Regions from separate parts of the Hordeum vulgare genome. Here region 2 is linked to region 1. Evidence: chromatin contacts called from public Hi-C data. All regions are on one chromosome and are shown on one strand. The core of a region is the stretch at or near the end of the contact, and the rest is flanking DNA. Distances in the headings are between cores, read along the strand shown.

Region 1 (4,169 bases), core at 527-3,026:
CATTTCTGTTTTTTTGGTAAGCGTCACCTCCTATTCAAGATATTGTTGAGATCTCCAGGCATAAATGTTTTTATCTGTCTCCTTCACAATTGTTGAACACCCAACATGTAGTGTTGGGATATCCATCATGGATAGTTGTCCATGACATTAATCCATCTATACCGGGGGTGTGTGTATGTGTGTGACCACTCATGTTGTCCACTCTCATGTGGGGGAGTATGAGGAGGATCGTTGGCCACGAATCCTCCTCATACTTCTTGGATCTAGAGCACGACATTCCCGAGAAGAAATGAAGCCATTGACAAACCCCCGCACCCGAGCCTTCTTGCACAAAACAATCTGCAGAAGTCGTGTCCTAAACGGATCTAAACCGAAACGACGACTAAATCCTATACAACATCTCTCGGCTCCTCGATGACGTGGGAGGAGATGCCGCCATGATGTGGGTGGAACCGGTGAACAAAATCCTTACGTGCGCCCTCCATCGCCGCCTTAAAGGCCACACGGGGAAAACCTTGCTCCGTCGTCCCAAACGAATGGGAGAGAGACATATTCGTGTCCCCTCGACAACATTGAACGACGCCGATGAGGTGGAGGCCCAGAAAGCTTTATTCTCTATGGCGACGTCGTCATCGACCGACCATCGTCGCCCAATATACCTATCCTACCACTATCTACACGCCGGACGAGTGGATCCGGGGATCCCCCTCTCTCCCGCCGCCGTAGGGCGACGAGAGGAGAAAAGGAGAGCTCGCGGCCTTGCCGGCGGTGGACAAGGAAGACTTTTCCGCCCCCTTTCGCCTCTGTGTTGGAGAAATGAACCATTAGTGAGATGTGGAAGTGGCAATTGGCATGGCACAAAAATGCTATCGCACTACCAATCACCAACACAACACATCACATGAAATCACCAAAGGAATGGAAGGGAGCTCCTATGCAGCGCTGCAAGCGCCCACTAACGATCCAGCGCGTGCAGAGTTACTCGCATGGGCCGGCCCACCAGCGTGTTGCCCATTTTTTTATGTGTTTTTTCTGTTGATCCAGTAGGAAAAAACGTCTAGATTTTCAATTTGTTATGAAAATAAAAATATGAAATCAAAAAAGGTTTTCAGATTTTAAAAAAAGGCTCATTCATTTTTAAAGTTCATATCTTTAAAAGGGTTCATCAATTTTGAAAAAAGTTCATAAATTTGAAAAAGGTAATTGAAATAAAAAAAAATCATTCAATTTGTAAAAAGTTCATTAAATTTGGAAATAGTTCATAGAAATTCGATAAAAGTTTGTTTATTTTTAAAAAAAGTTCATTGAACTAAAAAAATCATAAATCTTAAAAAAGTTCATCAATTTTGATAAAAATTCGTCCATTTTCAAAAGTATGTTAATGAAATTTCAAAAAATATCATTGATATTCAAAAAACTTCATAGAATTTTAAAATTTTAGAAAACATTCGTCGATTTTCAGACCAAAGTTCATCAATCTTACAAAATATTCATGGATTGTTTTAAAAAAATTATCTATATTTAAAAAAGTTCATAGAATTAAAAAAAACGTCAACCGACGTCTAGATGGGCCGGCCCATCTATAAACGCCACAGAAGCCAGTTAACAAAAATACACGTTAACTGACGGCTGTGGCGTCAAATAGGAAATGGCAGAATGGAAGGGAAGGCGCTGGGCTGGCCACGCTCATGTGGGCCAGCGGGAACTAGGGTTTGCAGTTTCCAGCCAGGTTCAACCAACTTCCTTCGAATCTACCTACGGCAAAGCCCACAAGTCCTTCCTAGGTTGCGAGACCCAGCCCGGCACCCTCCCCACTGCCCGCCTCCCCTCCCCTCCCCTCCCCCGGCCGTCCATTACCTCGGCCGCCTCCACCTCCGCCTCCGCCTCCCCACGAGCGCTGGGGCTTCCAGATTCCTAGCCACACATGACCCTCCGCACCGACGAAACACCAGAGACGGAGACATGGGGCTGAAGGGGTTCGTCGAGGGCGGCGCCGCCTCCGTCGTCGCCGGCTGCTCGACGCACCCGCTCGACCTCATCAAGGTCCGCATGCAGCTACAGGGCGAGGCGGCCCGGATCCCAGCCCCGGCCATGCGCTTCGCCCTCGTGTTCCCCCCCGGCGTGCAGCACCACCACCACCACGACCACCTCCTGCAGCCTCCGCGCAAGCCCGGGCCCATCGCCATCGGCGCGCAGATCTTGCGCGCGGAGGGCCCCGCAGGGCTGCTCTCCGGGGTGTCGGCAACCGTGCTGCGGCAGGCGGTCTACTCCTCGACCTCCATGGGGCTCTACGACACGATCAAGAGGAGGTGGGAGCGGGAATCCGGCGGCGCCGCCCTGCCGCTGCACCGGAAGATCGCGGCCGGGCTCGTCGCCGGCGGCGTCGGCGCGACAGTGGGTAACCCGGCCGACGTGGCCATGGTGCGGATGCAGGCGGACGGGCGGCTCCCCGCGGCCGAGCGGCGGAACTACCGAAGCGTCGCTCATGCCATCACCCGGATCGCGCGCGACGAGGGCGTGCGCAGGCTCTGGCGCGGGTCCTCTCTCACGGTCAACCGCGCCATGATCGTGACGGCGTCGCAGCTGGCCACCTACGACCAGGCCAAGGAGGCAATCCTTTCCCGGCGCGGCCCGGGCGGCGACGGGCTGGCGACGCACGTGGCGGCCAGCTTCACGGCCGGCCTGGTGGCCGCGGCGGCGTCCAGCCCCGTGGACGTGGTCAAGACGAGGGTCATGAACATGAAGGTGGAGCCCGGCGCCCCGCCGCCGTACGCCGGCGCGATCGACTGCGCCATCAAGACGGTGCGGTCGGAGGGCGCGCTGGCGCTGTACAAGGGCTTCATTCCGACGGTGACGCGACAGGGACCCTTCACCGTCGTGCTCTTCGTCACGCTGGAGCAGGTCCGGAAGCTGCTCAAGGACTTCAACTTCTGAGAGACCCAGGAAGACGGCATGGCCATCGCCAATCTGGCCCAGGATTGTAGCGTACCCCATTGGTAAAAACTATGATCACCTCCTCTCCCATCGATCGCAAGCTGCAGCTCCACACCGTTCTCTGCGCCTGCACGGATTTGATAAATTATGGTGGGAATTTTGATGTGTGCTACTTTCTGATCATTTACTGGGGAATTTTGATGTGTGCTAATTTCTGATCAGTTAGTGGGGAATTTTGATCTATGCCACCTACTTTGTCTTGGTCAGTTCCTCATATAACACATATCAGTAGACTATATGATCCATGGGTGTTCTAGACCCGAATTCAGTTCAAGCTTACCAATTTTAACTGCGTTGATATTTATTTTAGACCTCTGCCAGAAAGCAGAATGCTGGAATTAAACTTGCATAGGCAAATAGAGACAAAAAAGGGTAGAAAATGACAAATCAGGAAACTTAGCATTTGAATAGGACCAGCTGTTTTTCTTGCACAAGAGGTAACAGTATAGGACCAGCTGTTACCAAGTTACCGTTACCGTTGCTTGTAGTTCAAGACATTGCATGAACCACACCCCAGGATTATTCTAACTTCGCATGAAGTGTGCTCTAAAGTACATCTTATGCCTGCTGAGTGCTGACAAAGGCCAAATGATGCCCCATTCCCATGTTCATCTGGTAAGAAGACACATAAACAAATACGAACAGTCAAATAGACGGATGGCCCAACAAGCATAAATGACAACAAGCATATGGCCATGCTCATTCGAGATCTGCCACATCAGGGCATCGCCAATGTTTATTTCTTATGTCGACCATAAGCTAGGACCCACGCAAATAAACCACATGCCTTTTTTTTGGGTACTCCATACGAGACGCCCTAAGACTATCAACGCATATGACTATCTAGTGTCCACACAGTTGTCCAAACGCGTTTGGTCCTTTGAACCGGTTGTTGGAGGAATAAAAACGTGCCACGCGGGAACCAATTGGTCCGGTTCCAAAGCAAGGAGATAGAGAAAGAAATAGTGCTTTGCATTTCTGTGGATTCTAGAAGGGCACTTTAAGGCCTTTGTCGACAAGAAAATAGTAAGAGGAAAGCGAATTCTTGTTTATATAAATAATATCGTTGTTGGTCCCATTACTAAAAGTTCGACCGATTCAAAGGCTCAACATTTTATCTTTGAAACGGCTTTTGATGACAGATGGGCAATCATACAAACTAGGAAGCCCATGCA
Region 2 (3,990 bases), core at 1,027-3,526, 270 kb before region 1:
TAATCTAAATGTTACCTTACAAAATATAAGCATCTGTTCATAAGAACCAGTGCATCGGACGCCATGCTGACAACTCCAACTCATAGACTATATGACTCCATTCAGACAGACATCACACCACTTTCTAACTCATCAAAATGACGCAAGACCATACTCAAAACATTACACATCCTGTTTGGTATGCTCAAGAAGGGTATTCTGGCCCTCAGACTTGTCACAACAGGTACTTGCAGGAGATGCCATAAATTAACATCAATACAAGGATTAAATTGATCAATGTAGATTGTTGACATCCAAATTCCACGCAAATAAGTAAAGTTAGTATCAGTAACACCACAAGTACAATGAAACCAACTATCAATTAGCGTGATGCTTCAATTACCTTGGATATCGAACAAAAAAATTCAATCAAGGCACCACATGCTACCAAATCATGACTATAAGGAACATTTAACATATTAATTGGTACAATATAGAACATTTCTTCATTTGCAATACCGTGCAAAATACTGAGTCGGTGTGCAGAAATCATCATTTGAACAAGACTCCGAACAAAAACATTCACCACTTCCGACTCAACAAGGACTTAAGAATGAGAGCGCCTAACTCTTGATGCAGAACTAGTGCTATCTGATTAGTTAGTAGTTACACAACCATCGTAACCAATTGGCACAATTCAGTGAATACAATCAGTATTGATTGTAAGTATGAAACATGAAACTGTCTGAAGCATGCTATATTGGGTCTCAGACTATACATATAGATACTTGCAGATGAATGCACAAAGAGATTCCAGATATGGGCGCTAGACTTTGAGGCTACATTCAAATCATCACCCCCATTCTCTGAGCATATTCAGCAAGAGGAGAAGACACATGAAAAAAAATCCTACCAACCTAGGACTCAAAAATTGAAAGCTATCCAACTTGACTTGTTTAGAACACATTAGATTAGATGATATGCAGAGTCACAAAGATGGGCGACCTGCAAAGATGCTGTGTGATTGAAACCTGAAACCCGCCGTAATCTGGTTAACATGGTAAATTACTCATATGGACATCCATCAATTCTAAATGTTGCAACACCATACTAATTGTATTAATTAAAGATTATAAAACCTTGTATGGTCCAGTGTTGAACTTCCACTCGTCAAAACATGTTGAACTTCCAGTCGATCTTCTAGTACTTCTAATTGATGTCATTTTGCCATATAAAGTGAATCAAAGTTGCAACTTGTGTAAGCATAGAGTACCCCCACGAACACAACTTATTTATCATCTAGTAGGGCTTCAAAGTGAAATTTTAGCAAGAATTTACCGTTAGTAACTCGTGCTGCCAATCCAAAATCTGCTAGTTTCATCTTGCCAGTCTTGGTGAGCAAAATATTCTCCGGCTTAATGTCCCTGTGGATGACGCCCATTTCGTGGCAGTACTTGACGACCGACATTAGATCCTTGATGACAAGGGCGGCTCGCTGCTCGGAGAAGATGCCGTCCCTGGCCATCTCGTCCAGCAAGCGGCCGCCGCTGCAGAGCTCCATGACGAGGTAAAACTTGTCGGCGTCCTCGAAGACGGCCTTGAGCGTGACGACGCCGGGGTGGCCGGAGAGGTGCTGCATGATCTCGACCTCGCGGTGGACCGTCTCCTCGCCGTTCTTGGGGAGGGCCTTGCAGGCGAACTCCTCGCCGCCGGCCTTGGCGCGGCAGATCCGGACGGAGCCGAACTTGCCCTGGCCGATCTCGTCGCCGAGCTCGTACTCGGTCTCGAGGCGCTTCTTGCGGCCTATCCGCGTGGCGGACTCGATGCAGCCGACCTTGCGCTTGAGCCCCCTCCCGGGGCTGTCCGGGGTGGCCCGGCCGCTGGCCGGCGGCGCCGTCATGACCACGCCGCCGCGGCCGGAGGCGGTGGCGGCGTCATCGCCGCCGGCGGAGGGCTTCTTTTTCTTCTTCTCGGGCCGCGGCTTCCGCTCCCGGCAGGTCCGCTTGCGGTCCGCCGAGTCGTCGTGGAGGGAGCCGGCGAGGGAGCGCGCGCCCTTGCGCTTCCGCGGAAGCGACTCCATCGGAGGGGCGGGGGGTGGAAACCCTAGGCGGCGGCGTGCCCGCGCCTCCTGCGGATCATGGGGGTTGGGGATCGGGAAGGTTGGTGGCGAGATGCGGAGGAGGGGGGGAGGGGCTCGAGGAGGAGATGAGGACGGTGGTGGTGGGGGTAGGGAGGGGCTGCCTTTGTTGGACTCGTGTCCCTCCCGCGGGTGGGGGCGGCGTCTCGGTGTCGGTTCGGCCGCTCGGGATCGGGAGCACGGGAGGGAGGGAGAAGGCAAAGGCGGGCACGGTTCGGGCTGGGGCGGGTGGGTGGGCCGACGCGATGGCTGGCACGGTGCCGGACGGGTGGGCGACGGTGGCGGGCGGGCGGTGCGGTCTGCGGGGAAATCACGCGACGTTTTCCGTCGCCTGGGCTTTTGCCGTTTGCGGTGCGGGTGCGGTTATCGCCCCGATTTTATGCCCAGGCTGATGGCGAGATCTTTTCCCTCTTCACGACGGACGGAGGCTTCTGGAAGGATACGGATACGGGGACGGTGTGGCGTGGAACTCTCGTTCTTTCGTGACTCCGCTTCCGTGGCTGGGGAACAGTTTGTGTTGGCTTGGATCCTGGATTCCTGGTTCATTACGGGCTCACGGGCCGCTCGTGCGGACAGCGGCGCCGCACGGTGCTGCTCTGCTCTGCTCTGCTCGTTCCGTGTCCCGGCATTTACTTCTGCGTACACCGTAAGCATGTGACTGCCGCAGTGTATGCGGCTGTCGCTGCATCTGGTAAGCACCGTGCGGGGCCAGCTGGATCGAGTACGGCCTTTTTACCTTTTCCAAAAGTCCAGAGATGTGACGTTTTCAATCTGGATTTGGGTACACATGATTATTTTTACAGCTATATATATGCATATTCAACGTTGAACCTCAAATTTGCTTTGGCGTATGTCCGAGACGGCCATCCACCCGCTCTCATATACTCCCTCCGTTTTGAAATAAGTGTCGCAAATTTAGTATTAAGTTAGTATATATTTTATCAACGACACTTATTTTGGGACAGAGAAAGTACATTTTAAATGGGGTTTCAAGTTAGCGGACAAAATTCATGCAAACAGATCAATATTTATCAAATTTTGAATAAAAAATAGCATAAATCATCTATACATAGATGCAAATAAGTCTAATACAACAATGTCTTAAATTAGATGTTCAACAAGTTTTTTAATAACAAATCATGTTGTCATACATATTGCTCATTTAGCTTCATCCAACAATGTGTACGTAGTGGCCGTTCCTCTATCATGTGGTACACCACGCCGATGTATATAGGATACACTGTGTGTAGAGCAACATTGAGTAAATGAATGATTCAATCAACAAGTTAAGCAGAAGAAGCAAAACTTACGATCTCCTCCTATGTCGCATGCAATGGTCACTTTGCCTCCAGCTGAGCAACGACGTGACAAAACTTGGTGACGATGGTTTGAATGACGTATCGTTGATACGACAATGACCTCACATTGTGTTATTGGATGATATGCATGTCGTAGGGTGCAATGTGCTTCTCGGTTGCTCCTGCCTACGAAATCCACGGTTACGCCCAACTACGTGTCGCACAACAACTAACCCTCCATGGTCGAGCACCCTGCCATCCTTCTTACTATGAAAAACGACATGGCGTCCAAGGTTAAGCTCAACGCCATTTGATTGAACACATGTGAGGCGTGGTTGCCGCCATGGAGGTAGTCAACAGGGTGACAGAGTGTACGTGCGCAAAAACGACTTCAGGGTGGACAACATAGTCGTAAAAGGCGAGCACGCGTGTCGATGCTGGTTGCGGACATACGACAATGCATGTGTGGCGGTCGGAGAGGTACACCGGAAACGACGGAGGCGGGGGTGCGGATGCAAAGCAATGTGGGAAGGGGCGGAGTGAAAGAAAATAGGAACCGGATGGTGGATTTAGTGG

What was found. A called contact is a pair of places that touch in the nucleus more often than the background predicts.
Region 2: a contact with region 1 is called in a Hi-C map of seedling, with 3 times the contacts expected there. The contact joins the promoter of LOC123398902 here to the promoter of LOC123398896 in region 1. A contact is called at or near these places in 2 of 6 Hi-C or Micro-C datasets (leaf and seedling) and 1 of 1 datasets of contacts at active chromatin or transcription factors (embryo).

Annotation. Positions count from the first base shown.
Region 1 is chr5H:466,155,706-466,159,874 of MorexV3_pseudomolecules_assembly, reverse strand. LOC123398896 (mitochondrial uncoupling protein 5-like) reads left to right here and starts at 1,776. Exons shown (of 1, transcript XM_045093342.1): 1 at 1,776-3,145. The coding sequence starts at 1,963. The coding sequence ends at 2,934.
Region 2 is chr5H:466,424,868-466,428,857 of MorexV3_pseudomolecules_assembly, reverse strand. It overlaps LOC123398902 (serine/threonine-protein kinase PEPKR2), which reads right to left and starts at 2,276. Exons shown (of 3, transcript XM_045093348.1): 1 at 1,318-2,276. The coding sequence starts at 2,059.